Regions from separate parts of the Mus musculus genome. Here regions 1, 2, 3, 4, 6 and 7 are each linked to region 5. A link is a contact called in public HiChIP or PLAC-seq and promoter capture Hi-C data. All regions are on one chromosome and are shown on one strand. The core of a region is the stretch at or near the end of the contact, and the rest is flanking DNA. Distances in the headings are between cores, read along the strand shown.

What was found. Promoter capture Hi-C pulls out the DNA fragments that hold promoters and counts their contacts. HiChIP or PLAC-seq counts read pairs in DNA pulled down with a chosen protein or histone mark. Capture Hi-C pulls out chosen DNA fragments and counts their contacts.
Region 1: an H3K27ac HiChIP or PLAC-seq map of large pre-B cells shows a contact between it and region 5, with 4 times the contacts expected there. The contact joins the enhancer-like site here to the promoter of Serhl in region 5. A contact is called at or near these places in 2 of 39 promoter capture datasets (the 3T3-L1 cell line and liver), 1 of 484 Hi-C or Micro-C datasets (embryonic fibroblasts), 2 of 115 datasets of contacts at active chromatin or transcription factors (bone marrow-derived macrophages and large pre-B cells) and 2 of 9 other capture datasets (adipose tissue and embryonic stem cells).
Region 2: a contact with region 5 is called in an H3K27ac HiChIP or PLAC-seq map of acute myeloid leukemia, with 5 times the contacts expected there. The contact joins the promoter of Srebf2 here to the promoter of Serhl in region 5. A contact is called at or near these places in 8 of 39 promoter capture datasets (the 3T3-L1 cell line, 3T3-L1-derived adipocytes, embryonic stem cells and 3 more), 2 of 484 Hi-C or Micro-C datasets (embryonic fibroblasts and embryonic stem cells), 4 of 115 datasets of contacts at active chromatin or transcription factors (acute myeloid leukemia, bone marrow-derived macrophages, embryonic stem cells and 1 more) and 1 of 9 other capture datasets (liver).
Region 3: a promoter capture Hi-C map of embryonic stem cells shows a contact between it and region 5, with 7 times the contacts expected there. The contact joins the promoter of Tnfrsf13c here to the promoter of Serhl in region 5. A contact is called at or near these places in 7 of 39 promoter capture datasets (3T3-L1-derived adipocytes, the HPC-7 cell line, embryonic stem cells and 4 more), 1 of 115 datasets of contacts at active chromatin or transcription factors (large pre-B cells) and 2 of 9 other capture datasets (adipose tissue and liver).
Region 4: a contact with region 5 is called in an H3K27ac HiChIP or PLAC-seq map of epiblast stem cells, with 7 times the contacts expected there. The contact joins the promoter of Naga here to the promoter of Serhl in region 5. A contact is called at or near these places in 13 of 39 promoter capture datasets (the C10 cell line, cranial neural crest, embryonic stem cells and 7 more), 1 of 15 datasets of contacts at CTCF or cohesin (large pre-B cells), 5 of 484 Hi-C or Micro-C datasets (B cells, the Ba/F3 cell line, the HPC-7 cell line and 2 more), 17 of 115 datasets of contacts at active chromatin or transcription factors (the 230-238 cell line, the HPC-7 cell line, T-cell acute lymphoblastic leukemia and 13 more) and 3 of 9 other capture datasets (adipose tissue, embryonic stem cells and liver).
Region 6: a promoter capture Hi-C map of liver shows a contact between it and region 5, with 5 times the contacts expected there. The contact joins the promoter of Wbp2nl here to the promoter of Serhl in region 5. A contact is called at or near these places in 3 of 39 promoter capture datasets (cranial neural crest, liver and stem cell-derived epiblast-like cells), 1 of 484 Hi-C or Micro-C datasets (neural progenitor cells), 2 of 115 datasets of contacts at active chromatin or transcription factors (large pre-B cells and stem cell-derived neural progenitor cells) and 3 of 9 other capture datasets (adipose tissue, embryonic stem cells and liver).
Region 7: a promoter capture Hi-C map of liver shows a contact between it and region 5, with 4 times the contacts expected there. The contact joins the promoter of Ccdc134 here to the promoter of Serhl in region 5. A contact is called at or near these places in 3 of 39 promoter capture datasets (embryonic stem cells and liver), 1 of 484 Hi-C or Micro-C datasets (embryonic stem cells), 1 of 115 datasets of contacts at active chromatin or transcription factors (large pre-B cells) and 2 of 9 other capture datasets (liver and pancreatic islet).

Annotation. Positions count from the first base shown.
Region 1 is chr15:82,165,375-82,168,473 of GRCm38.p6, forward strand. The region is part of intron 1 of Srebf2 (sterol regulatory element binding factor 2); the gene reads left to right. Among named protein-coding and RNA genes, the nearest start is that of Srebf2, 20 kb to the left of the region's middle. Within about 2 kb of position 1,472, at least 159 of the 459 cell types and tissues checked have an H3K27ac peak or open chromatin away from gene starts, as enhancers often do. A contact at or near this core is called in adipose tissue, bone marrow-derived macrophages and liver, where this site is marked.
Region 2 is chr15:82,145,454-82,148,623 of GRCm38.p6, forward strand. Srebf2 (sterol regulatory element binding factor 2) reads left to right here and starts at 1,816. Exons shown (of 19, transcript NM_033218.1): 1 at 1,816-2,037. The coding sequence starts at 1,950.
Region 3 is chr15:82,222,863-82,226,062 of GRCm38.p6, forward strand. Tnfrsf13c (tumor necrosis factor receptor superfamily, member 13c) reads right to left here and starts at 1,518. Exons shown (of 3, transcript NM_028075.3): 1 at 1,306-1,518; 2 at 857-1,060; 3 at 1-414. The coding sequence starts at 1,450. The coding sequence ends at 236.
Region 4 is chr15:82,337,316-82,340,354 of GRCm38.p6, forward strand. It overlaps Naga (N-acetyl galactosaminidase, alpha), which reads right to left and starts at 1,511. Exons shown (of 10, transcript NM_008669.4): 1 at 1,437-1,511; 2 at 923-999; 3 at 72-207. The coding sequence starts at 938. It also overlaps a transcript of Pheta2 not described here.
Region 5 is chr15:83,098,572-83,101,573 of GRCm38.p6, forward strand. It overlaps Serhl (serine hydrolase-like), which reads left to right and starts at 1,634. Exons shown (of 12, transcript NM_023475.3): 1 at 1,634-1,776. The coding sequence starts at 1,773.
Region 6 is chr15:82,297,370-82,300,368 of GRCm38.p6, forward strand. Wbp2nl (WBP2 N-terminal like) reads left to right here and starts at 1,615. Exons shown (of 6, transcript NM_029066.1): 1 at 1,615-1,699. The coding sequence starts at 1,638.
Region 7 is chr15:82,126,281-82,129,183 of GRCm38.p6, forward strand. It overlaps Ccdc134 (coiled-coil domain containing 134), which reads left to right and starts at 1,642. Exons shown (of 7, transcript NM_172428.2): 1 at 1,642-1,769. Mei1 (meiotic double-stranded break formation protein 1) reads left to right here. Exons shown (of 31, transcript NM_028897.3): 31 at 334-534. The coding sequence ends at 379.

The DNA.
Region 1 (3,099 bases), core at 222-2,721, 930 kb before region 5:
ACGAATTAATAAAATATGTATTGAAAAAATAAGTAGTGGGGCTTGCAGAGGACACCCCAGCCACATGGCAGCTAGTAAAACAGTCTGTAACTCCAGGGGATCCAGCGCCCTCTTCTGTCCTCTGTGGGTACTGCATGTACGTGGTGCTCAGACACATTCAGGGAAAACCCCCATACAATAAGAATAAGTGACCTTTGCTCTGTGCAGTCACTCACTGTAGTCTAAGGTCTGAGGAGACCAGCTTTGGCAGTATGGTAAACCCTGAGTTATGTGGTAAGTTATACAGTAAGACCCTGGCTAAACTCTTCATCCTACCCCACCCTCACTCCCCTAAACAGAGTAATGACCTCTGTAAACCAGTTCTTCTCTTACCTCTCTGGGCTAGACAACAAATACCCATAGGACTATTAGCTGACTGTGTCATTTGAACACATTGTTACTCCATCTGGGGCGCTTTGGATGTACTCCTAATCAAAATTAATCTGATCAGGAGCCTGAAGTGATGGATTAGTGGCAGAGAGCCCTGGCCGTACTTCCAAAGGACCCAGGTTCAATTCTCAGCCAACCACACAATCTGTAACTCTAGTTCAGGGTTTCTGGTATCACCTGCATACATAGAGATAGACAAGTATGCCGGCAAAAACTCAATGGCATAGATTAAAACAATGCAAATTTGCTCTGATCATACTTTGATGTGCACTAGAGGCTGCCTGGCTAAGGCAGCCAAGATATGTTGTCGTCTCTAGGTCATAAGCTCCGTAGACTATACATGAACTTCTGTTTCTGTGAGGCATGAAGCTATTTGAAATGCACAGGTGCTAAAAACCTCCCTCTAGTTTTGTTTCTTTGCTTTTTTTTTAAAGAAGCAGAACCCAAATGTAGATTCTTGGTGCCCCAAGCAACTTAGCCTCAACTTTTAGAGACTGCTAAGGCTGGGGAAACGGTGGAGAAGGAAGTGAGGTGTGCTTGGGTGTGCCGGCCACTTCCGGGGAGCCTCTTTGCCCCCGTGCTCTGTGAACTGCAGCTGGAACACAAACTCCATTTTCAAAGCTTCATAAAACCTTTTCCCAGGCCTTGCTTTCCCTGGCTTCATGGCTCTCTGTGGAAATGAGAGCCCGTGTAACTGCCTGACACAAAACTCGGAGTGGGGAGCCATTCTGTGCTCTCACGCGGTGGAGGGTGGAGTCAGAGCATGACTGTTCCTGGAGCCTGCACCTCAGCTCCCTGCGTGTCTCTGCATGGCGCTCCTTCCCACAGTCGCTCATCTTGCCTTACCACTTGGTTAGGGCCTGCTGCTCAGCTTTCTGAAGTTGGCTTCACTGATACTTTCTATGTAAGCGTTGAAAGGCATTTTACTTTAAGAAGAAAAGAAAAAAAGAAGCAGCGGCCGTTCCATTCCATCTGCCTACACGCTCTTAACCTGCTTTGTGAACTAAAACCCTGTGACCTTTGCACACCAGCCGGTATTGCACCCCCCCCCCAGCAAAGGGAGCTTTGAGAGCTTTGAGAGCGAGCGCTTGGTGGAGTAAACTTTAAGCAGGCCCAAGTGCGTGTGCAGTGGGTGCTCAAGGGGCTTCCTGAGGGCCCGCCCCTTGCTGGCGTTTTGCATAAATTATCTTATTTCACCTCAGAGCAAAGAATCAAGTGTGTATTTATGTCCCAGCCAGCCTTTTGTGGTGAGAGAGAAGTAATCTGTCCTCACGGCTCCTGGAGCTGCCTTCCTGAGACCCAGGCCCAAACAGCACCAAACCCAAGCCTGTGCGCCCTCCCTCGGACTGCCCTTTCCTTTGGTTTTATGGCACTTGGGAAGGGCTGGAGAATTGCTAGATTTCTCCTAATCATCTTAAAGTTTCCCATAATCTCGTATTATGCTCGTGCGCCAGGTGTGCGTTTCATTTGTGTTTTCTTCTGAGACTCAGGACAGCTCTTAGTTAAAGTGTGGAGAAGGACTTGCCCTTAGTTGACCTTTGCCATGTCTGTGACTTGTGCCCTCCCACGTACGTACATCAGACTGGAGCAGTGAGGTGTTTGTAAGTGGAGCTGACATGCCTGGCTGGTTGAACGGCGATTGAATTGCTAAGCTCCAGTTGCTCCGTTTGGACCGCACTAGGAATCTCCAGTAACATGCTGCTTGCCCCACATACGACTCGGCTTCCTCAGACACCTCCCCTACTTTCAGAGACTTGGAAGGGACTTTCTGGGGCAGAGGAAGAGGACTTGGGGGAAGGAATGGAGACGGTGCTTTTTGGTTTGGAAGGCTGGTCTCTCTTTATTCTTATTATTTATATTATTTACTTTGTGTTGGGTGCATACTCCATGGCACATGTGTGGACGTGAGAGGACACCTTGTGAGAGTCAGTTCTTTCCTTCCTCCATGTGGCTTCTGGGGTTCAGACTCAGGTCGTCAGGCCATGCCCAGTGTCTTTTCCCACTGAGCCATTGTGCCAGGCATGGGGGCTGTTCTTGCCACAGTGGTTTGTTTGGTGTCTGAATGAGAGCATCAGAGGCTAAGAGAGCCTCTGGAATTCCCGACCACTTTTCAAGAATAATCACTCATTTCATGGGTACGCGTTCACGTCTTTCCTTTTAGAGTATCTTACACGTACGCCCCAGGAACAGGAAGCGGTCATGAGAAACAAGAGTGTCTGGAGTTAGTGGAGCGTATGGAAGCCTTCCCAGGCTTGAGGCTTCAGGGGAAGAGGGATTCAGGGGTTACAGACACTTGGAATATGATCTAGAAAGGAGAGCATAGTTTCCAAGGGGGCCCCACAGACTTCTTTCCCAGTGGGGAAAAGACACAGCCAGAGATCCACAAGGGCCCTGAAAAGCATGGAACCTGGTGCAGGACCAACATCTCTCTGCCTCTGCCTTCAAACGGGGCTCTGTGGTAATGAAGGTGAACGAAATGGTATGGCAGAAAAATGGATCTAAACCGGGCTATGTGCTGGCAGTGTGTGTCACTGTGTTCTAGCTCTTTCCAGGACTTTCCGTCCTTTCTTCTCTAAAGGTTCTTGACAGCTGAACTGCTGAGTGTACTCTATGCTGGCCTCAAACTCAGGAGCTGAGCTCCTGCCTCGGCCTCCCGAGTGCTGGAATTAC
Region 2 (3,170 bases), core at 566-3,065, 950 kb before region 5:
ACTGAGCCATCTCTCTAGCACCTCCCCCCACCCACCTTACCATTTCTAATGAGCCTCCTTTTGTCCTTTCCCAGGCCAGTTGCTAAGCACACACATGAAGGTCAGAGAACTTCTGAGAATCAGGTCTCTCCACCTATGTGAGTCCCAGGGGTTGATTTCAGGTCAGCAGGCTTAGCCAAAAGCACCGCACTGAACCATCTTGCTGGCCCCAGGCCAGAGTCGTGATATCCAGCCCCTTGTTAGTCTCATCTTATCTTTACTTTTCCTTGGCTAGTCTGTCTTGTGTGTGTGTGTGTGTGTGTTTTGTTTTGTTTTTGTTGTTTAGTGATTTGATTTTGTTTTGTTTTTTTGAGGCAAGGTTTCACACACACAAAAAAAATTCAGGCCACTCTGGACAGCTTCCCCAACCCCACCTAGAAACCCTGTCTCTTGCTCAGTTCTTTGCTATTTCTTGTCCCCCAGCAGAGGCGCCTCTCCCAGTAAATCTCTCCTGTGAGACTTGTTGTGATGTGACTTTGTGGGTATTCCCAGGCGCCTGATTGCCAGGATCTTTTTCCCTCTCAGAGCTGCAATACCTTCACTGGAGACCCTTTCCCCCTCAGAGCCTGCTGGAACACTTCATCCCAGAAGTTAAGAGCTGTTTGCTTGCCACGGAAATCAAATAAATGTGACAATGACAACTGTGGTCTTGTGCTGTTTTAAAGATGACAAACCAGGCTTATCAGCAAACAGTTGCTTAGCCAGCCCAGGAGCAGGAAGTGGCTTATTGGATATGCAGGTCTCCCCACAGAGCCTTCAGCTCTGACCCCCTAAGAACAACTGCCTCAGACTCACAAGAAGCTCTTCCTATGTATGCCATGAAAACCTTCTTCCTCTCAGTATACACTTAGGTCCTTTCTCAGATGTCCATTCCAGCATTTCTTTTTTTTAACGATGCCCTGATATTCTACTGTTTGGAGGTAATTTATGTACCTGATGCCTTACTGTGTTACTGTTTTCCCGTTAGAGAACTTTGTGATGAATGTCTTTGAATACATGTACTTAATAGCATTCCTCGGAACACTAATCTTTTTGTTTCTTCGGATAAGTTCTTGGAAGCGTGCACCTTTGTGTGCAGTGTGACCGACTACCTGTAAGATGATGCAGTGAGGTGACTGCAGGAGTGGGGCCTCACCTGGAGAGACCATTGAACAAATGACCTTGTCTGAAGGCCTTAGAATGATCGAGGTTTCCCAAAATTGAGGGCCAGTTGTAAAATGTTCACAATACTCAGGTGATCTCAAGACCCTGTTAAGTCTCGGATGGGATAAGTGTGACTTAGGGTCTGGATAGCCTATCCCAGAATGTTAGGGTACTATGATTCTACCCAGAGCTAGGGGGAGGGAAGAGGCAACTGGGGAGATGACGTAATGTGCTCCTAGAGTAAAGGGGGCGGTGGTAGAAGGTAGCGCCGGACAGCGGTGCGTTAACCCTTCTATTTCCGGGCTCTCGACAAAGTTGCTCCTGGAGCTGATCCAACGGAAAAGTAGCGGCTCCTTTAAGCCAGAAGAAGGCTGGGACGAGGACCCGGCGGCTACTCTCCGCTGGCGCTTGGATGCCGTGAGGGGCGGAGTCCCGCTATGCAAATCTGAGCTGCTGATCGATGACGCACCATCACCCCATGAGCCGCTTCGCGCGCCGATTGGCTAATGCAAGCCTGGTCCCATTGACAACAAACTTGGGGGTGCGGAGGCTCGGGGCGGGGCTGCAGTGGGCGCGGCCCGGGGCGGGGGAATTCTGCCCCGCCCCTTCCGTGGAGTCGGGGCGCAGCTCAAACATGGCGGCGGTTGGCACGGGGCGGTGAGGCGGTACCAGGTGGGGGCTGTCGGGTGTCATGGGCGGTGGCGGCGGTACCGCCTCCGCGTCTCCCTGAGCTGGACCTCACGGGGGACTCTGCGCCAAGCTGGGCGATGGATGAGAGCAGCGAGCTGGGCGTTCTGGAGACCATGGAGACCCTCACGGAGCTGGGCGATGAGCTGACTCTCGGGGACATCGACGGTGAGTGGCGGCGGCTGGGTGGGAGTGCGGGGGGCGCGCGGGGAGGAAGGGGTTACGGCGGCGCTCGCGGGTGCGCGTGCGCCCACCCCGCGATCGCCCCGGCGTGCGCGGGAAGGAACCCGCGGGGGCCGGGCTGCCCGGGAGGTTCCCAGTTCTTCTGGCTCCAGAGTCTGAGCCCGGGTCGTGACGCAGGGCTCCCGGTGGCTGAGGAGTCGTGGGCGCCGCGGGGCCCGAAGCGGGGCTGGGGGCGTCGCGAGTGCCGCCAGAGGAGAAAGCGAGGCGGCTGCCTCCCTCGCGCGCCCACACGCGCTCTGGTTTGTCCGGTCTTCGCCGGCGTCCCGCGTCGCACCTGTCACTCCCTGCCTGGCCACTGGAGCGGCTTCGGGATTTCCCGGACTGCGCTCCCGGGCTCGGCTCCCCCACGCCCCCGCTCTTTTCGGGATTGACTGACAGCCGGGTCTGCGGGCGCTCTGGAAAACTTTGGGCAACAGCTGCAAAAAGCAAGTTACTGATGGAGTGGACAGAGACCGCAGAGTGCGGCGGCCTTGGATGGAGACCCGGGCGCTCCTGCTGTCGCACTGCAAAGGGAGTTGAGCAGCAAGAATTTTGAGTTGTGGCCCCTCGGGTACAGACTAGGGAGCTGGTGGCCTTTGTTTCGGCGGCCTTAACAGCGAAGTGGAAGAACTGGTAGGAGCCCAGGGAACCTCTCTTAAAATTCTCTCACTTTTCAGCCACGGGAAGGAAGGTTTGGAGAGGGTCCCAGACTTGCCCGCGGTCATCATGCTGGTTAACAAAGCCCAGTTCTTTCTGTTTCTGAGCCACTATTAGTTTCTTTCCACTCCACCTTTAAGAAAAATAGGCTAGTAATTAAGTCATTCTCAGTAGTCAGGGCTCTTCTGAAGTTCTCAGTCCCAAATACTTTGCGTTAGTTCATTTATTCAATCCCGCTGAATTGGGTATCGCTCAGTTTTGCCGGAGGTGTCGTTTAAGGTCACTTACTTTAGAGAGTCCAGAACTCCTAGGCAGTGACTCAGTTTATGGAATGTTACTACACCTAGAATCTAGAACCTTGCAGGCAGATGTGATGGCCACATCCTCGCTTCGCAGGCGAAGAAGCAGGTAGAAGGTTCTCT
Region 3 (3,200 bases), core at 268-2,767, 880 kb before region 5:
TCAAGTCTATCCAACCATCTGAAGGCACACAGGCTTAAAAACCATCTCAGAAATGGAACGTTCTCAAGTCAAGAGCTAACACAAAAGCAATCTCATGTGGCCTGTAGTGTCTGGTTCTGCCGGGTTCGCCCCCCAGGCAAAGGACTCCGTCACTGAAGGGCCAAGTTCTTTCCCAAGCTGTTGGGTGAAGTCCACAAGCCCAGTAGAGATCCCTGGGTTCCAGCCTCCACTGCTGCTATTGCTCTGGGCCAGCTGTCTTGGTGGTCACCAGCTCGGTGGAGCCCAGTTCTGTGGCGGGCACCGGGACGCTGTGGCGTGGCAGGGCGCTGTCTGCATCTTCTTTGAGCGGAGGCCAGGTAGGAGCTGAGGCATGAGGGGTTTCTGAGGAGGGTACAAAGACATTTTCCAGGGACTCTGGGGTGGGAGAGGGAGCAGGTAAGATAAGGCAGGAAGGACGGAATCACAGCCCCCCCCCCCCACGCCCGTTCTAGAAGCCTCCTCTGGGACGGCCCTAGGAGGAGGACGGGGAACAGCACGTGACAGGTCTTCAACACAGGAAGTGCTGAGTTCAGAGACTTGATAAGATGAGGTGAGGGAGAGGGGTGTCTGGTCAGCCCACAGGGCATAACCTAGCATCAGGCCCTTGGGCTCCCAAATGTCAGGGCAGACACCTCCGTCCCAAACATCTCTTTTTGGCCTCTGGGTCTTCTTGCTTGGATTAAGGCTTGGGCTGTACTGTCCTCCCTGCTTTATGACAGCATCAGAGTCAACTCCAGGTCTCCCTCAGTCCTGTGTCGTCCCCCCCCCAACCCCCCCAACCCCCCCCCCAACCTCCCCTAGCCCCGGCAGTTCTCACCTTGCTGGACTCCTTCTGAAGTGTCTGGGGAGGCCGTCCTGAGCTGTTGACGCCACCTCCAGCTCACCAGACTCACTAGACCCACCAGGGTCAGCGCCAGTATCAGTCCCAGGAGTGCGGGGGCACCGACGAGCAGCGCCACGTCGGGTCTCAGCGCGGAGCCCTCCTGAGGCTGCAGAGCTGTCCCAGGCTCCAGGCTGCTTGCTGTTGGCAGAGCGGATAAGGGGATGTGGGGATGAGGGGGATAAAGGGATGGGGGAGGGGGAGACGGAGAGGGACGGGGGAGGGGGAGGGGGAGGAGGAGGGAAAGAGAGATGGGGAGGGGGGAGGGAGAGACTAACAGTGAGGGATGTGGGAGACCATTGGCTCCAGGGTCAGCAGAGGAGCATGCGGCGCTGGTAGGCTGGATACCTCAGGCAGGTCGCGCCTATCCCCATGCCTTTGCTTACTATGTCCAGTGTCCGGCGTGTGGAAGAGCTCACAGGACACGCAGTTTCTCACCAGAGGGTCGAAGCACTCGGTCTGATTGCACTGGGTGGGCACCGAGCTGTCCCGGCTCCTCTGGCTTCGGACCCGGAGTCTCCTGGCGCCCATGTCGCCGCCTCATGCAGCTGGGACAGTTCCGAGTCTGGGCTGTGTGCCCTGTAGTCTAGAATGAAACCGCGACGCAGCATCCTCCGCCCCGCCCTTGCCTGCTGGGGTGGGACCACTGGGGTGGAGCTGCGACCTCGCCTGGAACCCCAGACCTCTTTCACCTGTGGTTCCTGCATTAAACCACTCAACTGTCACCGCAGACGACAGACAGCTGAGCATCATCTGCGCTGGGGGTCACACTGGAGCCTGCTCTTGGACAGCAGAGGGACCCTGTAGCCGCCTACCTTTTCCAGCCCCCTGCTGCTGTGCCTCACCAAGACCAATTGTTTCCACTAACCATCTGCCTCCAAGTCCCTCCTGCTTCCTGCTCTGCCCTTCCCAGGGTTGAGACATCAGATCATCTTGAGTGGCCCATGGGAATGCCCACAGGGGTGCTGGAGGGACACCGATAAATAAAAGACTTCCTAATCTCACTGCCCTCTCTAATCTTCCATATCCATGCCCTCTGCCCTGCCCTACCTCCTGGGCAGAGTCCCCTTTGAGAGTAATGGGGACAGATTGCCAGTCATCCTGGACTCCACGGGAGTGGGTAGGCACGGGGTCTGGCCTGAGGTCCACCAGTGCCAGTCAGCACCAACCATAACAGGAAGGTTCGATTGAGAAAATGACATGGTGTTGGTAGAGAGGTAAAGACTAGTGGCCAGTGTAGGGTAGAACGTGAGCAAAAGCCCGGTGCCTTAAATGGGGAGGCTAAGTTGTGCTCAGACCTGTGGGGCAGGCTGGACCAGCAGAAAACTTGGACTCTGGTCGCAGGGTGCTGGAGAGCCACACTAGCTTTCAGCAAGCAGAGCCCTGGGAAGACCTGAGGATTAGCAAGGGACCTCCCTGTCCCTGCAGGTCCTTTCTTAGATCATAAGCTTGTTCACATCTGTGCCTGTTGTATCAGGCTCTGCCCCCCCCCCCCCAAACCTCCATGTTCTCTCCCACTTGTCTCTCTCATCAGCGTCTCTCAGACCCAGCCCCAGTCACAGTCACACAAACAAGCTCTCTGGGGGTCTTGGGATATGTGCAGCCCCCTCCCCAGGGGTCATGGCCTGGGAAATGCCAGAGGGAGCTGCCAGCTAGGAGCTGGGGCCTGGAGTTCCCTGGTGGGCCTCAAGGTGGGCCATATAGACCTCTGAGCCCTCAGGGCTAGGGGCTTAGAGATATCTTTAGCAGCTGCAAGGGGCAGGGAAACATGCCCTCCAGGCCACACATACTGGAAACCAACCAACGTGGCCACTGCTTGAGGAGTGCTGAGAGAAAGGTGAGAGCGGCGTTGCTAGGGATAGATGGATGGGGTCCAGCTGGAGTGGAGGCCTGGTGGTGAGGAGACCTCTTGTGTTTTGAGTGTGTGTCTCTCTCTGCCTTGTGCTTTAGTGGGATGTCAGATGGAGACTGGATGGAGAGGCAAGGAGGCTGGTGCTTTAGTCCAGTTCTGGGGATGATGCAGGACTGACCACGGAGTGAGGGGATCAAAGTTGTTAAGAGGAGATGGAGACGCTGAGTGAGGACCACCACAGAAATGGGCTTCTAGGGGTTCTGGCCCATTGCCTGTCCACCCCCTTGCCTATGGACCAGCAACTCCACAGCAGGAAGGTGTAGGCGTCAGCGTAGCTGCAAAGGAGAAGTGGGTCTGGGAGGGTGGGTGTGGGTGTGAGTGTGGGTGTATGGGGATGTGGGGGGAGGGAAAGGGTATGGAGAGGAGCCA
Region 4 (3,039 bases), core at 261-2,760, 760 kb before region 5:
CTGATGAGTGTCTTTCACCCACTGACCCACTGACCCCATTTTGTTGCCCTGGGTAAGCAGATCTTACTCACCTGATGCAGTTCTTCGGGTCCTCCACACAGTCGATGTTACAGCGGAAGCGTTCCCAGGCCAGCCAGCCCATGGGTGGAGTCCGCAGTAGCCCATTCTCCAGCATCAGTACCTGAGCCACCAGGGCCAGTAAGAGCACTGAGGGGGAGGTGGATGGTGACTTGTAAATGGTTCCTACAGCACCCCACCCCCCAACCCCAGTCATCACCTCAACCCCTCCAGCCCTTCAGCCCTCCCCAGGTACAGGCCAGTAGGGTTAGAGTTGCCTCAGCCTGTGAGTGCAGTCTGGGGGGGGGGGTACATGGGGCAAAGTAATGTATTCAAAAAGCTGTTGCTACAGACTGGGAATCAATGGAACGGACCCCTGAAGTCATGTCCTTGATATACATGAGACCAGATGCCCTCTTCCCTCCCTCCCTACACAGAAATGACAGTTCATTGTGGACTCTGGGTTTCTGAGGCCTTGGAGTTTTTGCTCTCCACCTCAGAAAGCCTCAGAAGGGCCTAAAGGGGTTGGTCAGGGTGGACTTGTACCCAGCTGCTCACCTACACAAGCCCCTTCCTCTTGGCTTTCAGCTTCCTTATATATAAATTACCACACCCACATGACAGGGCTGCTACAGCCCGCCAGGATCGGGTAAGATAGGACCTATACACTGGAGCAGGGCTGAAAAAGGAAGTGGCCTCTTTGGAGGGGAAACGATTCTGAGGTGTGGGGCATCTCCTTGATTTTCCTGGCCCAGCTCCAAGGAGAGGCACACTTCTCCCCACATACCCCCATCAAGAAAGAGGAGGGCTGGGGCTTCCTCGCCACAGTCCTCCCCTGCAAAGCCACCTGAGTAGGTGAGGGTACCTGTCTTCTGCAACATTGCCTTGGAGTCAAATCTCAGGACCCACTCGAATCTGCTCTTAGCAGCTTTATATGCTGAACTGTGGAAGATAACAGATGTTATGTATCCCACCGGGCATAGTGGGACCCACCTTTAATCTCAGCACTCAGGAGGTAGAAGCAGGAGGATCTCTGAGTTCTGGGCCAGCCTGGTCCACATAGCCAGTTTCAGGCCAGCCAGGGCTACTAGGTAGAGAGACCCTATCTCCGAAAATAAAAGTTACGGATTCCACATTTGGTCCCAAGTCGCTTTCACTACCCTCACACACTCCTTCCCTACCCTTTACTTCCCGGAATCTAAGCTCTTCTTTTAGAACTACAAATAGTCTAGGACACTTTGCCCAAGAGCGGTTGTGACTGGTTCTAGGAATACCAGGAAGAAGGAAGGCTATAGGCCATGTCCGGTTCCAGGTCCCCGTGTGGGTTCAGATTCTCGGTTCTTAAACATCGCAGGCCCAGGGTCCCCCTTGATTCTTACCCTCGCGCTCGCTCAGTCCGCGGTAAGCCGTGAAAGCCCCCGTGGCGGCCGCTTGTACCTATAGCGACCCGGGAGGCGGAATGTCACGGGACAACCCTTCTTGAGCAACCAATCAGAATCCCCTAGCAACGCCGTGCCCTCCCTCTATGCCCCAGCTCCCAGCCTCCAAAAGCTCCGCCCATCTAAGCTCGCGTTCTGCGCGTTCCCGAGGCGCGCTCCCGTGGGAAGTCGGCTTGGGCGCCCTGTGCGCGCGCCGCTGTGCCTCGGGTCTGGTTGGAGTCCTCCGTCCTCCGCCCCAGAGGGCGGGGGTGGTGGCCCGCACTGCCCGTGCTCAGTAAGTAGCTGTGCAGTGAATTCCTACAGAGGGCGATACCTTGCTCTTTTTTTGTTTGTTTGTTTGTTTGTTTGTTTGTTTTATTTTGTTTTGTTTCTTCGAGACAGGGTTTCTCTGTGTCCTGGAACTCATTCTCTAGACGAGGTTGGCCTCGAACTCAGAAATCCACCTGAAACCTTGCTCTTAACCACTCGAAAACGGTAGTGAAAGAGGCTGGGTGGGGTTTCAGCTCTCGAAAGGTCAGGAGGCTGCCCCCTCCACCTGACACCCAAGGGGTTGTTCGCCCACCCACTCCCCAAATGTATTTATTCATTACTTATTCATATGTTAAACACAGGCTAGGTGCCAACCACTATTTCTGGATGCCTTTACACCGATGATGATCATAGCTGTCCCCTCTCCGAATCTGTGCCATTTTCCTCCTATCAGGTAATGGCAAACCGACTTCTCTGCCAATCTTTTCTCTCAGCCTTTACATGCAATTGTCCAAAAATTGATTCCTGCCTTTAAATTCCACCTCTCATCCCACCCAGTAACGCTGGCCTCATTACATATTGCCTGGATGATTCGGAGACAGCCCTCAAGGGCCTCCTTTGTCCACCTTACTTCTCCAAGGCAGCCAAGGCAAACCTGAAAACTCAGCTCTGTGGGCTGGTAAGATGGCTCAGTGGTTAAGAGCACTTAGTGCTCTGGCAGAGCACGAGGGTCCGTCTCCAGACTCACATGCCAGGGGATCTGATGCCCTCTTCTGAACTCTGAGGCCACCAGGCATTCACATGGTGCACATACAGGCAGATAATCGGGCACACACTTAACCTAAAAAAACGAACCCAACCCAGCCCTGGTCTTGTCTCTCTGAAGTCTGTGTGATGGCTACTCTCTTAGTTTGGGGAAATGGTGTTTCTAAACCCCACCCTCTACCTTTTGACCCTATTCCCTGCCGTCATCTTCCTCATTGCCCTCCTTGTGGCCCCTCAAACACAGCCTTTGAACCAGCTGTGCCTTCTGCTTAGAATGCACTTCTAGATATGGGCATAGCCGACACCCTCATTTCCCTTAATTATATGTCCAAGTGAGGTCTACTCTGCCCATTCTTCTATTTAAAAACGGCAAGCTCTCCCCTCCCTCCTCAGGAAACTCATGCTGTATTCTCCCCTTACCCACCCTCCCGCGACCTTCACCTTGTAACACATTTACTCTAGTGGATACTACTAGTTGAAGAAAAGTTAGTGAACATTGCAGCCACCAACCACCACACTCCCCCCTTAA
Region 5 (3,002 bases), core at 384-2,883:
GCAGGGCAGAATGGAGTCACAGGGACGGAAAGGGAAGAGGTAGATGGAAATGATGGGACACAGATGGATGTGAACATGAGGATGAGACTGAATGGAGGGACAGTGACTGTAGCCATGGACCAGCAGGACAGACAGGAGCCGGCTGAGGTCATGGCTGCTGGAGGGGCTGGTTGAAGCAAGGGAATTTTGAGGTCAAAGGAATGCGAGATGCCAAGTGCAAGTATTGGTAACAATGTGTCACTGGGAAAGATTGGGAAAGGTCCCAGGCTTCCTGGTAGGTGTCTTGTTCCCAGTGGCTCTGAGTGACTGTACTCCGACAGAACTCAGTGAAGACCCTTATCTATCGAGAATCAAAGTGTGTTCTCCACCGATAGATGCCACTGATTGGACCCAACAGAAGTGTTCTCAAAGGGCTGGGGATGTAGCTCAGTTGGTAGAATGTTTGCCTGGCATGCATGCATCCACGTGTTTGACCCCCAGCAGTGCATAAACCAGGCGTGCAACCCCAGTGTTCTGGAGAGGGAGGGAGGCGGCTCAATTCAAGGTCACCCTCAGCTATGGAGTGAGTTCGAACCCTGTCTCCAAAAACCAAAGAATAGAACAGAAAAGCGTGGTGTGTTCCCAGCTCCTAACCTCTGAGTGAAACCACTCAGAAAAGTCCTGTCACAACCAGGCGGCCCCATTTTCCAGCCCCTCATCTACGTTGGCCTATTTTTCAGCCTCAAATTTCTCTCCACAGTGGCTCTGCCCAGCCTCCCCTCCCTCCCCTTACTACAGCCTGTGATGCTCAGGGTTTGCCCTGTCACCCCTTTGGGGAACTCACCACACTGATTCCGCTCAGTGCCCAGGTCTGTGGTTCGCCAGCTACAACAATGATAGGGAATATCTCCCGCTGTTCCAGAGAGCCCACCTGGTAAATTTAAAAGCTCAAGATTTCTGCTTTTAATTTAAAAGGTAGTGCTTGTATGTGTCCATTTTAGGAATGTTTGTGATTGGATTGCTAGGGTTAGCTTTAGGATGAGTTTTGGTCATTGGAGAGTCCTGCAGTGTATTCCAGGCTGGCCTCCAAAAACCCACAGGCCTTTCCCAGCCTCCTGAATGCACCCCGTGCCCACAGTCTGACTCTGAGTTCTTCTCGGGACTGAAACTGTTTTCAGTCCTTCCTTGCCTGGGGATGGTTTCTGCCAGAGCCCTCGCTTTATACATTCATTTATTCATTCAGGCCGTGCAATCAATTATCAAAGCTGGATAGCGCCAGGCACTGCTGAGGGACCGCAGCCACCGTGGGGACACGGTGGGGAGGCATGAAACACTGTGAAACAGTCGTCTCATTTCTGTGGGAATCAGAGAGGATCCTCGAGGGAGCTTTCCTCACTGTGGGGCCACCGGGGCCTTGTCTAGCTCGTGGTAATCATGCGGGGATGCCCAGGTATTGAGCCTGTCAAAGCTTGTCCTCCAGAGACTTACTTCTCTGCTAGCTCTGACACCATCCCACCGTAGCAGCACAGCAATGTGCCAGGAGTTGAGCAGCCCTGAGATCCTCCTGAAAGTCCCGGGCCGGCCGCAGGAAGGCGGGGCCTCGGTGGGCGGTGTCGCTTGAAGGGGCGGGGCTGGCGCTAAAACTGGGGCTAAGGAGACGGAAGCCGGTGGGGACGGGAAGGACCTGGAGGGAAAGTCCTGAGCGGGACGCAAGAGGCGGGGCGTGAGCTTCTGAGTCCTTCCAGTTCCTGTGACCTCCTCAGCGAGGAGTGACAGCCTCACCGACCAGAGCAATGGGTGAAAATGTCCCTCAGGGCCCCTTAGATTGGAGTGGGAAGGGGGAGGCCGACGAGTGCTCCCACTCGCTTACTTGAGCTGGTGGAGTGGACGCTCATCGCCCTCTCCCAGGCTCAGTGGGCAGCACTGGGATCTAGCAGAGCCAGACTCGGGGCTCCTGATGGCCGCTGAGTCCTAGGCTGCTATTTGGGGTTGCTCTTTGGGTCCAACAGCAGCAGAAGGTCAGCTCTGGAGCACATCTGACTTGAAGAGGCCCAGATGGAGCCCTGGAGTCAAGCTGACTCTCTCCCCCTCTCCTTCCTCCCCTTCTCCCTTTCCTGTGCCTCAGTTTCGTGATCTGTGCACTGAGAACAGCAGTGGCCCAACTCTCCAACTCACGGTGTATAGATAGATAGATAGATAGATAGATAGAGTATAAAGTGTCTGGCATCGGCTCCGAAGGTATAGGAAAAGCTGGCCACGGTGATCTCCCAGTTTCGATTTCCAAGGGTTCAGTTTCCTAAGGTCCAAAATGTGAGGGCACAGACCAGTTTTGAGCAGCATGGTACTCTGAGTAGTGTCTTAAAACCCTCAGCCATTTTACTGTATGTAGCTTTAGCTGGCTTGGAACTCCCTAGACCAGCCTATCCTTAAGTGGCCGAAATCCTCCTGCCTCTACCTCCTCAGGACTAGGCTAGGCTTATAGGTGTGATTAATACACTTGGTTCTCATAATAATATTTTAGAGTCAGTGCTGCACAAATTGTAGTATATTTGTTTTATTTTGTTGATTTGAAGTTTTATGAGACAATGTTTTATCGTCTATCCATGTCTACCTTTTAAGGGCTGGGATAACAGGCATGTATAATTATTGTTATAGGTAGCATTCAGTGTATGGGGTCTGTTACTGCTTGAAGTTTCAGGTATCTACAGGGGCTCTTGGAATGGGTCCCATATAGTTATGAGGCATTATTCTCTATTTGCTCCTGTTTAACAGAAAGGGAAACTGAAGATGGAGAGGTTTTAGGCAAGCCAAGGTCATACAGCCCACAAGTGTCAGGGTTCAAGCCGGCAGCCCCCAACCTACTCCTTCCAGTTCTGCCCTAAAAACCAATGAGCTATATCCTGAAAAACCTATTCAGATCTTTCTCATCCAGGGGACCCAAGCTGTCTTTCCCTGTTATCTGGCAATCAGTCTGTCTAAAGCTTAGACATAGGCCAGTAGCTCAGGCGCCTGTGCCTCTTGGT
Region 6 (2,999 bases), core at 365-2,864, 800 kb before region 5:
TCTTGGGGTTCACAGTGTGATCAAATACCCTGCAACACTTGACTTTCTGTGAGGTGAACCTAAGGTATAAATGAATGGAGAGAAATAGCTTGGAGGAGCCACAATGGAAGATGAATCAAGAGGCTCTTGAAACCGAGCAGGTAAAATGAAGATATCAACCAATGGTAACACAACACACACAGAGGAAGGGAAGTGACACGTGAGAGACACAGCTGTTTGGTGGACATCAACCATCACAGCCACAATAAGCCTATACACTAACATTCAAGTGTGGAAGGTCAAGTCCAAAGAACACAATCATCTTGCTCAAGGTTTTATTGACCATGACAGGAGTGGCTAGATCAAGATGTTTGCCGCTGTATACTATTTCTATTAAATTTTCTTTTCTTTTCTTTTTTTCTTTTTTCTTTTTTTTAAAGATTTATTTATTATAGGCCGGGTGTGGTGGCGCATACCTTTAATCCCAGCACTCGGGAGGCAGAGGCAGGCGGATTTCTGAGTTCGAGGCCAGCCTGGTCTACAAAGTGAGTTCCAGGACAGCCAGGGCTATACAGAGAAACCCTGTCTCGAAAAAACCAAAAAAAAAAAAAAAATTATTATATGTAAGTACATTGTAGCTGTCTGTCTTCAGACACACCAGAAGAGGGCATCAGATCTCATTACAGATGGTTGTGAACCACCATGTGCTTACTGGGATTTGAACTCAGGACTTCTGGAAGAGCAGACAGTGCTCTTAGCCACTGAGCCATCTCTCCCATCCGTAAGTTTGAGTCTTAATTCTAGTAAGTCTTGTATGTAAAAAATTATCTGTGCTAGGTGTGGTGGCCCATGCCTTTAAACCCAGCACTTGGGAGGCAGAGGCAGGAGGATCTCTGTGAATTTGAGACCAGCCTGGTCTACATAGTGAGTTCCAGAACAGTTAGGGATACATAGAGAGACCCTATTTACAAAAACAAAAACAACAAAACAAAACAAAAATCTGAAATCAGCACATGTCTTACAATGATAATATATCTATTATTTGACAATTTTCATTTCTTCACTGACACAATAACACTCTAGAATATCTTGAGTAATAGATTGAGTGGGACACCTACAAATGCATCCAAGAATTGGACCCACTGAAGGTTGAAATTCACTGTCCACTTCCTGACCTAGCTCATCTTTTTGGATGTTCTCTCCCAAGACCATTGGTTCTGTCCTAAGCCCTCTTTGATGGAAGGAAGCTCTGGTCTTATAAGAGTGGAGAAAATGTAGACCCTCACCCTGAGTTGGTTTGGGGGTTAATCTGGACTAAGATTTTGGGTTAATGGCTACTTTTTAAACCACTAGCTCCTAGCAGGACCAAGGCTGGTTGTAGGCCTAACATGACAGAGGCTAGTCACCCATCCTTCAGACCCTCCCCGTTCTAGGGGTAAAGCCAGCTCCACGAACACGCCCCTTTTCCTCACCCAGGCTCTCCTCCTCTGACTTGTGACAGCTCCTCTTGTGACAGCTGCCCACTCAACTCCAGGGTTTCTGCGCCATAATCTCCGCCCTCTCCTCAGGGACCCGCCCACTGCCTTGCAGGCCCCGCCCCTTTCCATTTGAAGAGCTGGCGGCGGCGGAGGCGGCGGCGGGAGGAGACCTAGAGCAAGATGGCAGTGAACCAGAACCATACAGTGGACCGCCGTTGGGCCGCCATCCCTCATGGTGAAAGGTGCCTGAGGGGACTTTCAGGCTGCTGTCAAGGAGGGAGGAGATGCTCAGGGTAGATATGTGCGCTAGAAAGCCCTCTGCGAATCGAGGGCTTTCCCGCCCTTTCCTCGGAGCTCCGCCCCTGACGTTTGAACGCATGCGCCAGCGGCCAAGTCCAAGAGCCTGTGGCTAGGCGCGTGCGCGGGTGCGAGGGGCGCGGGCATCCTCAGAGGAAAGGCTTGAGCGAGGATTGTGTGAAGAGTGTGCCAGCCCTTGCATTGCTGGACAGCTTCCAGTGGCTGTGTGCGACTTTACGACTTTAAGAGGGTGACAGTCACCCTGAGGGCCCTGGGTGCGCCTCAGGCCACCAGGAACAAAGGGGTAGGCGAGTTGGAAGAAGGGCTAGGATGTGGAGTGTAGGTAACTAATCCAGAATTGTCACAAGCCTTCCTCCACCCACCCACCCCCGGAAGTGCCTTTTCTTGGTTGCTTCAACCTAGGATATTGTCACCTTTACTGAAAAGACTGGGAACAAAATTAGGGGGGACCGAGGAAGACATGGCATTTCCAGTCGCTCATGGTGCTGGGGCTTCTCTGTCAGGAGAAGCCCACCTCTAGGCAAACTTAGTGACTTTGACACATGTCCTTTAATCTACCCCTCACCCACTTTCCTTACCCTCTGTCTCCGCCTCTTCTGGATTCTGCCCTCGCTCTGCTGATTTCCTTTTATTTCTCACTTAGCTGTGAGACTCATTCAATGATGTGCTTAAATAGAACTCTTGAGGTCAGTTCGAGACCAGCCTGATCTACAAAGCGAGTTCCAGGACAGCCAGAGCTATATTGTAGAAAGACTCTGTCTCAAAGAAGAAAAGTCCCGGTTTTTTGTTCTTGTCGTTGTTCCTTTAAATTTTTAGAATCTGTGCTCTTGAATACGTACCGATCATTTTCACTGAATAGCTAAGCATAGCAAGGATTCTTTGTCTTGATAACTGCACTGTCTGCAGTGAGCCGTTTCCCTCATTTCACAGGTAGGCATATGAGAAATAATTTGCTCAAAATCATTTTCAGTGCCCATGGGAACGCCTGGACTTGGATTTGAAGTTATATGCTATGCATCAACTTCTCTTGCTGTTTTTTGTTTTGTTTTGTTTTGTTTTGGTTTTTGGTTTTTTGAGACAGGGTTTCTCTGTCTCTTCATCAAGGAACAATCAGTTCTCTACCTTTCTCAGATACAAACGACAGTAAGGAAAGAGTTTGAGAGGAGGAAAATTGATTCTATTTTTAGTTTTCTTTATAGTTATGAGACACATTTGGGAGTTCAG
Region 7 (2,903 bases), core at 392-2,891, 970 kb before region 5:
TTACGAATGGTTGTGAGCCACCATGTGGTTGTGGGATTTGAACTCAGGACTTTTGGAAGAGCAGTCAGTGCTCTTAACTGCTGAGCCATCTCTCCGGCCCCAGAGGAGAACTTCTTAGCCCTACTGGCTACTCCCCTGGCTATCTTCTCTTTTCATGGAACAGTTCTCTGTTATATGCCAACTGCTGGTCCCAGTTTTGGAGTCCGTGCCACCAATATTAGAAGTATTCATACTCTTCTCTGACCATTGCTACCCTTCTGGGGTTCTGTGATATCCCTCCCCTCCCCCTTCAGCTCTGTTTCTCTTTTATTCTCCTCTCATGATTCACGCCAGCTGCCTCGGAGGTGTGTCTGTTTCCCAGGCTCACATCAGAGGCTGAGCCTCAGGACATAAAGGCCCAGAAACAGAAAACAATGAGACCTGCAGACAAATTCCGGGCATAATGGTTGAGGGGGAAAACAATATCAAGCCTCTCTCTGGAGCTATTTTACACCACAGTGGAAATGGAATTGGGAAATAAAATAATGCATTAACATTCCTGTGTGCACTTTCACTCTGAGCTCATCTTCCTGGAACTTGTTCCTCAGCTACACAGCTGGACACTGGCTTGTTTCCGCAAATGATGGAGACAGACTGGAGAGTGAGAGCATTTAAGGAGCATGTGCACCAGGCAGTAGTGGCACACGCCTTTAATCCCAGAACTTGGGAGGCAGAGGCAGGCGGATTTCTGAGTTCAAGGCCAGCCTGGTCTACAGAGTGAGTTCCAGGACAGCCAGGGCTATACAGAGAAACCCTGTCTCAGAAAACCAAGGGTTGGGGCCTGAGCATGTGCAAAGTGCTTCATAGTTGTACATAGAGAACATGAAGAACCCCTGAGCTGGGAAGGCCCCAACATCAAGGGCCCCAAGCCTTGTGGTTGGACTTTGGAGAAGCACTTCACCTCAAGTGGACATGGGAAGAGGTACAAATCTCAGGGGGGAATAAAATCAAACCCACTTCAGCCTCTCTGGCTCAAGCCTTTTCTATACTCACGTGGGCAATGGTCATTTAACGTCTACCATCGCCGGCTACTGGCAGAAAACTCTGCCCGCACCTGTTTGTATATCAGCCCAGCCTGGGCTTTGCGTCCTAACTGGCCACTCCGCCGGTCTTCCCCGGATCTAGCTGTCCTGACACCCTCAATCCCTACCCCGGAGCAAAACAGAATGTCTACGAACAGAGGAAGAACTCTGGTTTAGAAATCAGTGAACTGGATGGACAAGTCGGGGTTGCCCGTGCTCCGCACTACCATAGGTTATGCTGGTTCCTTAAAAAGTTCTTTGGATCTTGCGAGCTGAGGTTTAAAATAGACTCAGATGAGACATCAGGCACTACGCTAAAAGCGCCGGGCAGCAAGGGTTTCGGGCCGCGGTTTGCTGACGCGCTTTCAGCAGGGTAAGGGCCCCATCGTAGCTTAACTTCCTCCAACTCCACCAGAACCGAGATCATCAGCGTGCCGGGCGACGGCTTCTCCCAGGACCACGCCGTGGCTGACAGCTGCAGCGACACGCGCCAGAGCACAGCGGGGCGGGGCCGGAAGTGAGGTCAGCGGAGCGCGGCGTTCGCGGCCCGGTCTCATTGGTCAGGAGCAGCGCAGTAGGTGGGCCGGCCGCTTGTCGGTCTCCTAGCACTGCTGGCCGGTTGCTGTAGAGTTCCGCGCCTTGCCAGAGTTGGGTGCTTCCGGCTGCTCGCCAAGGGGCTGCTCCCTTCTCCCTGCACCGCCGGCCGGGGTAGGTAGTGGTGGGGGTGCCGGACTGTACTGTAGGCTTCTTGGGAGGGGAGTGCGGAGCCCCCCGCACTGCGTACGGGTTCGGGACTCGGACACCTAGAAAGGCTCGCTTGCCCCTCCGAAGCTCCAAGGCGCGGAACCAAAACCCCCGCCCGGCCACTACCACAGGCTCTACAAGACGAGTTCGGAGTCGCTTGCCGAGTCTGAAAGAGCGCTGGGGACGCTTGGGACAGAAGCGAGATTTAGAGGCCGAAGAGTAGAGTATCAGTCATGAAAACCAGACCTGTCCCCCGCGGTCCGCTACTTTGCTTTCCCACGTTTGTCCTGCTTGAGTTATCCTAGGTTGTCTGGTAAATTTGTTTCCCTAAGTTTTGCTGTGGCCTGGTTCAAGTTCGCTTGGGTTCTGGAACATGAGACGGAAGGTGGACGGTCCTGGATAATCTTTGTTCTGTAGATTTCTGCTGTCCCGGCTCCGTGGGGGCAGGGGTTCTCCTAAGGATCTCTCCCAGAGCATCTCAAATTCTGGGTGGGGGTGTGGCCAGCTTTGATATGAGATGCCCTGTGCTTATTTAGAGACAAGACACAGTGCACTGAACTGAGAGTAAGACTCCTGGCTCAGCCTAGGAACAGCTGTAAGACTCTGAATAGTAACTTTTTTTTTTTTGTCCCCCAGTTTCCACATTAGTAAAACAGGGTATCTTTCATCTGAGTATGAGGCCTCTGTTGACTGTCATTTTCCACCCTAGTCTATCCATTTTGGAATTTTAGACAAGGCCTAGATTACTCTCAAACTTAAGGACATTCTCCAGCCTCAACCTCCCAAGTGGTGGGATTAAAGTTATGAGCCACTACTCCCAGCCCCCACATATTAATGTTTCACTTGACCAAATTCTTCTTATCCTTAAAAAAAAAAAAAAAAACAGAGCCAACTGTGTGTGTGTGTGTGTGTGTGTTCCATGTACACCTCAGTATGTGTATGCAGAGGACAGAGATCAATACCAGGTATCTTTAATTGTTCTCTTCCCTATTCGTTGAGACAGGACCTTTTACTGAACCTGGAGCTCCTAGATTCAGCTGGACTAGCTGGCCAGCAAGCTCCAGGAATAGTTGAGTCCCCAACTCCTCAGATCTAGGA